2 separate regions of the Rattus norvegicus genome follow, and region 2 is linked to region 1. A link is a contact called in public Hi-C data. All regions are on one chromosome and are shown on one strand. Each heading gives the region's core, a stretch centred on a gene start, on an enhancer-like site or on the middle of the called end of the contact. The rest is flanking DNA. Distances are from core to core; before and after follow the strand shown. Region 1 overlaps Tbc1d14 (TBC1 domain family, member 14). Region 2 holds the start of Grpel1 (GrpE-like 1, mitochondrial).

The links. Hi-C and Micro-C count contacts between places; a contact is called where the count stands out from the background.
Region 2: a Hi-C map of mammary epithelial cells shows a contact between it and region 1, with 2.0 times the contacts expected there. The contact joins the promoter of Grpel1 here to the enhancer-like site in region 1. A contact is called at or near these places in 9 of 12 Hi-C or Micro-C datasets (the A7r5 cell line, Schwann cells, frontal cortex and 4 more).

Annotation. Positions count from the first base shown.
Region 1 is chr14:78,405,953-78,409,512 of GRCr8, forward strand. The region is part of intron 2 of Tbc1d14 (TBC1 domain family, member 14); the gene reads left to right. Among named protein-coding and RNA genes, the nearest start is that of Tbc1d14, 10 kb to the left of the region's middle. Within about 2 kb of position 1,964, at least 35 of the 93 cell types and tissues checked have an H3K27ac peak or open chromatin away from gene starts, as enhancers often do. A contact at or near this core is called in the A7r5 cell line, hepatocytes, kidney and 1 more, where this site is marked.
Region 2 is chr14:78,520,727-78,524,362 of GRCr8, forward strand. It overlaps Grpel1 (GrpE-like 1, mitochondrial), which reads right to left and starts at 2,142. Exons shown (of 4, transcript NM_024487.4): 1 at 2,068-2,142. The coding sequence starts at 2,129. It also overlaps a transcript of Tada2b not described here.

The sequences.
Region 1 (3,560 bases), core at 714-3,213:
TGAACTGGTGTAATGCTCTTGGACTATCCTGGTCCCTTTGACCTTCCTACTTAAAGAGACTTAAAGACTTAAAGAGCACTAAAAGAGAGACTCTCTCCCAGTTACTTCCTGTGACACTCTCTGCAGTACAGGGGAATTCACACAAGCGGAATGTACCTAAGGAATTCTGGTGTTAGATCTCATTGGTAGCCTGTCCTGAGCTAAAGTTTATCCTGAACACCCTGTGTTCTGGGCTGAGATGCAGCCTGGTGGAACTTTGCTTCAAGAAGCAGAAGACCTCATCAGAACCCTTACTGTTAAACATGGGGCACCCCAAGAGGCTTTCTCAAGGATGTTGTGGGTGTTAGATACAGAAGACTTGTGGGGCCTGTTCAGCTTAGAGAAGCCTGGTCTGCATTAACTGGTAGCTATACATGTGGAAGATATTACAAGTAATCCTGCTCCCCTGGTACTGACTGATGTATGTGCCCTCAGGCGTGGCTGAGTAGAAACAAGCTTTGGGTATTTTGCCCTTAAAATAAGGACCTGGAAATCAGGTAGAACTGGGCTGAGGGGAGACGTGGCAGCTAAGGTGAGTGTACTGTCCTGTCCTTTGATGGTGAGAGAAAACAGTAGTATTCCTTTACTGGTGGTGCCAGGAATGCCCTTTCCCCAGGAACATCAGAGAGGAGCTGCGTCAAGAAGGGATACTTGGGCCCATAACCTTTGGGGGTGGGGAAAGTCCCCAGGAATGGTCCTAGCTAGGGCAATTTGTCCTTCTGCAACCACCAGGGAGGGGATTTCACTTCCTAAGGACAAATCTAATCATTTGGTCTGTGTTTCAGAATGGTGTGATGTGTGATGTGTGTGTGTGTGTGTGTGTGTGTGTGTGTGTGTGTGTGTGTGAAGATTATGGCCATGGATTTGGGGAGGAGGAAATCAAGTGGTTGCGACTGGATTAGACTGTCTCACATAGCCCTGTCTACATTATTAGTAGAACTTGGCTCTCTTTGTTACTTGTCTTACACAAAGAACAGCCCTATGGGATGGATTTGGGCTGTTCCAAAACCTCAGGCAGTTTCCTCTTTGCTTCCTGCAGAACACATGAAACTTACGTGGTCTTGCTATGTGTTAAAAACAGCCTTCCTCATATGCCTGTTTCATATCTTGTGTGTTTGTCTCTGGTCCGGAAAGTGGTGACTAATCACCATTTACCCTGCATTTTGTCCCTCCCCTGGCAGTGTGCTCTTCCTCCCTAAATGGACTCAGTTAATGCTGAGTCTGCCCAGGTTAGAGTGCCTGCTGTAGGCACATTGTGTTGCTCTGATGTAGATGTCAGAAAATGACTATCACTGTGGAGAGTGGTTCCCATTGTCAGGTCCACATGTAACCTGCTGTTGTTCTGAGTGGATTGCCCAGTTGCAGTGTCTGGTGTGTGCACATGTTACCAGGACTCAGTCAGCTTTTCTGCCACTTGTATTGCTTCTGTTAGCATTGCCTTGTTCTTAGAATATGACCCAGATTTCAGTTGAATGCTCATGGATGGGGCTGTCTGGGAAACCTGCCCACTTGAGGACTTGGTTGTTAGTAATTAATTCAGCACATACTTTTAAAAATCCTTAATCTATGGTAGATGCTGAAGTCCAGAAATGAGTAAACTGTTCCTGCCTAAAGTTTGAGACCTGGTGGCCAGGGAACAGTTGTAAACAGGAGAATAGTTGTAAAATCTCATCATTTTAGGTGGGGTGTGGTAGAAGAGTCTAGAAAGAGCTTTATAGCTTCCTGAAGAAGCCAAGGAGGGGACAGAGGAGGAAGGAGGTGGTAAGCTCCCCAAGTTGGAGCTTCCCATGCCACAGTTGGCTAGAGCCCAAAACCCCCGATGACCTTGCTGGGCTGGAGCTCCTTGCTCTGTACAGTGGCCCCAGTTGGGCTGCATGTTGAAAAGTGGGGGAAGGTAGAGATGACGGGAGGGCCTTTGTATCTGCTTAGTGTGGGGAATTCGGGCTCAGTCTGTGCTTAGAAAGCATGTGACTTGGAGGCAGGCCACCTTCCTTAGGCCAACTTCCAAAGATCACCCTACGGCCTTGTCTCAGAAGCATGTGTTTTGTTTGTGCAACCTCCCCCTTTGGGGGCACTGGCAGAAGGCAGGAGGCCTGGAGTGTGGCCTCTGGTTTTATGGCATTGGTAGTACCAGGTGGAAGGGCCCAAGGAGCAGGTGGCCTTAGCCCTTTGCAGAGTTGGCTCTAGAGTATAGTTTTAGTTAGGATTACTATTGCTGTGACAAAACACCACAACCAAAAAGCAAGTTGAGGAGGAAAGGGTTTATTTGGCTCACACTTCCTTATTTTGTTCATCATCAAAGGAAGTCAGAACAGGAACTCAAACAAGGCAGGAACCTGGAGGCAGGAGCTGATGCAGGGGTTTTGTTTCTGGCCTGCTCCCCTAAGCTTGCTCAGCCTGTTTCCTTTTAGAACCCAGGACCACCAGCCCTGGGATTGAACCACCCACAATGGGCTGGGCCCTGTCAATAACTAAGAAAATGTCCTACAGTTAGATCTTATGGAAGCATTGTTGTCACGAGTCCCTCCTTTCAGTTATCTCTAGTTTGTGTGTTAAGTTGACATAAGAGTGAGTAGCCAGCACAAATATGCTGCAAGTGGAGCACTTTTTCCCTTTTAGGCTTATTTCCTCAAAGGCAGACACCCTGTTCCTGAGACTTAATGAATCACCAGAGGCCTCAGAGTTCATTTGGCTTTTCCCTGAAAGAGGCCCCAGAGACAGGGAACACCATGGCTCAGGGCTGGCAGCCCTACTTTCTTCCCCACTTCTTGACTAGTGCCATTGTCTGAATAAGATGGTTTCTCACCCCACAGACAGCACTAGCTAGGTGTTTGCCCAGGCCCTGACTGATGTGCACTCCCCCCCCCCCCCCCCCCCCCGGAGCTGGGGACCGAACCCAGGGCCTTGCGCTCACTAGGCAAGCGCTCTACCACTGAGCTAAATCCCCAACCCCTGATGTGCACTTTTTTTTTTTTTTTGGCATCTAATTTCTTTTTCTTTCTTTCTTTCTTTCTTTTTTTTTTTTATTAACTTGAGTATTTCTTATATACATTTCGAGTGTTATTCCCTTTCCCGGTTTCCAGGCCAACATCCCCCTCCCCCCTCCCCTTCTTTATGGGTATTCCCCTCCCCATCCTCCCCACCCTTGCTGCCCTCCCCCCAACAATCTAGTTCACTGGGGGTTCAGTCTTAGCAGGACCCAGGGCTTCCCCTTCCACTGGTGCTCTTACTAGGATATTCATTGCTACCTATGAGGTCAGAGTCCAGGGTCAGTCCATGTATAGTCTTTAGGTAGTGGCTTAGTCCCTAGAAGCTCTGGTTGCTTGGCATTGTTGTACATATGGGGTCTCAAGCCCCTTCAAGCTCTTCCAGTTCTTTCTCTGATTCCTTCAACGGGGGTCCTATTCTCAGTTCAGTGGTTTGCTGCTGGCATTCGCCTCTGTATTTGCTGTATTCTGACTGTGTCTCTCAGGAGCGATCTACGTCCAGCTCCTGTCGGCCTGCACTTCTTTGCTTCATCC
Region 2 (3,636 bases), core at 892-3,391, 110 kb after region 1:
CTGATTTAACAAAAAGAAAAAAATGTGTTGCTATTATATTTATTATGTGCTTGTTTGTCTGTCTGTCCATGTGTGCCTTTGTATGTGTATATCTGTGTAAGTGTATGCCACGTGAGTTTGGGTACCTATGAAAGCCAAAACCACTGGATACTTTGGAGCTGGAATTGCAGGCAGTTGTGCTCTGTCTAAGTGTGGGTGCTAGGAACTAAACTTGAGTCCTCTACAAGAATAGCAAGCACTCTCAGCCACTGAGACTTCTCTCCAGCCCCTGTTTTTCTTTCTGATGCATTTGTTTACTCCGAGATTGAGTCTGGCAATAAATTTGCAATCTTCTAACCTCAGTCTCCCAGGTGCTGAGTCCTGGGATTGCAGTGCGCTCTTCTGCACAGATCCAAAGCAGGCCCAGGTGAGTTACAGGGTAGGGTGGGTAAGCGGTGCATTTCAGGAACTGGGAATCACTTGGACAGAGGGGTGGAAGTGGGAGTATGAGCGTTGTGCAGAGGAAAGGCAAAGAGAAGTCTAATGAATCCTCGACATGAACCTGAAGAGGCAGCCAGGAGGTATGGGATCTCCTGGAGCTGGAGTTACAGGCGGCTCTGACCCACTGTGGATGCTGGGAATTAAACCCAGGTAGGTCCTCCACAAAAGCAGCCAGTGTTTAACTACCGACCCCCCCAACCCCTGGCCCCAGCAGTGACCTCTTAATTTTATTTTTTATTCTGTCATGCTTTTAAAAAAGCTAAGAATCTGGGCTGGGGAGTTGGCTCAGTGGTGGAGAGCATTTGTTATTCTTGTAGAGGACCTAACTTTGATTCCCAGGTAACAACCAGCTAATTGTAACTCTTCTGACCTCTGAAGGCACTAGGCACACACATGGTGCATGGACCTATGTTCAGGCAAAACACCCATACACATGTGAAGCCTGCCTACAGTATGAATTATCTCCACCCCTGGGAGTGACAATCAGCCTTTCAGCAAGAGTTTTGCTGTACAGATACTTTCATGTAAGGAACTAGGACTAGGTCCCTCAGGGAAGAGGGAAGCCAAGCTTAGGGATATTGTGGAGTTATGACTAGCAGCTATACGGCTGTCCTTCCTACTAGAGCACCTTTCTTCAAAACCACAATTTAAGAGACAGACATAAACCAAGCTGGGGGATGGGACCGGATGGGAATCCTTCCTGTCAACTCTAAGCACCACAAGTAAGAAATGCTTCCACGGGAATACTCCAGACTGCTCACTGCTTAGCTCCCAGCTCTTTGCACAATGTAAGCCTGTTTTCATCTTGTGGTCACGTATAAGAGATCATCCACATGTTAACTCTCACTAGATGAAAAGGCCCGCTCCCATTCCGCTCAGTTTCCACAAGATTCGGGCAAAGTCGCTCTTTTTATTTTTTTTAAATCAACCAAAAACTTGGTTCCAGGAAGAAACAAGCTAAAGAAACTGAGCACTGCCTAACTTTGGAGGTGCGACTCAAAAGCCGGAAGCCACGAGTTAAGGTAAAGATTGCCAAAAAAATGGGCATTTATCTAATTAAACTGCGCACACTGTCTTTGTTGCTCCTTGGACTTCACATTCCGCGGAGGACAAAATGTGAGGGACAGTGGGAAAAGCCAATAACCAGGCAGCACACATTCTGGTTTGGATTAGGGATCAGTAACCCCAGCCCCTAGGCAGGCGGGCTTCTGCCTGGCTGCCTGACCTTGGGCAAGTCTCCCGCTTGTTGTCTTTTGCAATTCCAGGAGGGGTGGTGCCCCTATGCCGGTGAGAGTACCGTGTGTCGCCTGACAAGCAAATGGCGGAGCCTTCCACCTGACGCATCACCCAGATCCCCACATTTACGCCCCAGCGGCCCCACTCCTCGGCCCTCGGGCCCAGTTCGTGCAGCGCCGCACAGCAAACACCGGGACACCCGCGCGTTGAGGCCAGGCACGGGGATCCGACTGTGAGGATGAGACTTCAGGGCGCACGGGCACCGATGCGGGGACCAGACCTGCTGCTAATGTCCTCGCCAGAGCTCTGGGCCAAGAGTGGGGCCGACGCGGAGGAGCAGTGCTCTCTTACCTGAACGACAGCGCCAAAGCCGGGAGGCTGCGCCGCGCCAGCCTCACGCACCGAGCCGCCATGACTACCCCCGGGGTCGCGTCACTGCACTCACACTGCGCATGCGCGAAAGCCCCTACACCGGCTTCCCCACCTACTGCTGTTGTTTAGCTAATCCGTGATCGCCGTTGTTCTGATGGACAGATAATTTCCACCAATAATTGCGAGTCATGACAGAGTACCGGTTCCCCCTTCTCTGGTGGGCGGGGACTGAGGCTTCTGGGAGTCCCGGAAGGTGAGGAGGTGAAAGGTGAAGCGGGAGGGGTGGAGGGGGTGGAGGGAAACGGAGCTTCTGTGGGCGTGGGCGCGCCCGGAGATAGCCAATGAAGAGGAAGAGCGCCGGGGCGGGGCGGGGCGGGGCGGGAGGCGGCGAGCGCTGGGCTGGGGACCGTGGAACGCATGCCAGTTGACTGGTGTTCGCTCTAGGCTCCGGCTACATTCTGCCAACGTTTTTTTTTGGGGGGGGGTGGGGGGTGGCGTCCCGGGAAGGGACGGACCCCATCTCTACTACGTCTGCCGCAAGCACGCTATGTCAGCAGGCTGCCTGTGGACCGCCCGATGAGCATGACTTAGTTTTGTGCTTTCTGCCACCTCCAGTTTGCTCAGAATGCAACATAAGAAAATGAACTAACAGCAGTGTGTGCAGGAGAGCTTCGAGGATTTGGTGCAGATGTTTGGTCAGTACTATGGGGGAGGTCGCAAAGCTGAGAGATGTCTGAGGATGCTTTCTTGTATATGCAACTGCTTCCTTCCTCTCCCCGCTCCTTCAAATTCCGAGACGGAATTCCACGCTTCGTCTGTGGACTACAGTTTGCGAGTGCCCTCAAAAGGACCAAAAAGTCTATTATTTAACTTCGCTTTTATTAAAACCATTTCCTCAACACATGCTGCTTTTTGTCGGTGGCCTGGGGAACATGTCCACCCAAAAGCACAGCACTCACCTCATGGGGAATAAGTTAATTCTGGAGCCAATAATGAGTGCAGAAACAGTTTTAGGACACCCCAAATCCTACGTTCCAATGGGAAAACAGTTTCAGGACGTTTGCATAGTAGCAGAACAAAGAAAGCCACAATTCAAGTCGAAAAATGTATTAGTGGAAATGTTCGGTAGGTGATTACAGCAAACCGGAACCTCAGCTGCAGGCCTCATTCTTCGCCCTTTGATTGGTGGGGAATAAGGGTTTTGTTACTACGCGTCACCAAGATTTTAATCTGTTTATCTTGACGTTAGGTCTGACACAGAGTGGGGCAAAGAATCTATTTAATGGACTAAAGATAGCCCAAGATAAATTGCAATTAGGCCCTGCACCTGCAACGATTCAGCCTCTCCACAGTCATAGAGGTTTTAATTCTTTATTCAGCCTTTGCTGCAGTTTCCAGGAATCCTGGTTCATTGGTGTGTTGTAGGACAAGTGGCCTGATTTGTTAATTCATTAGGGCTGGGGTCGAGTAGGGGGAGAGGGGATACCGTTAGAGCACTAACGAAATGAAAAGGCATAATTGGATTGAGTCTATGGCACTCGGTGGTGA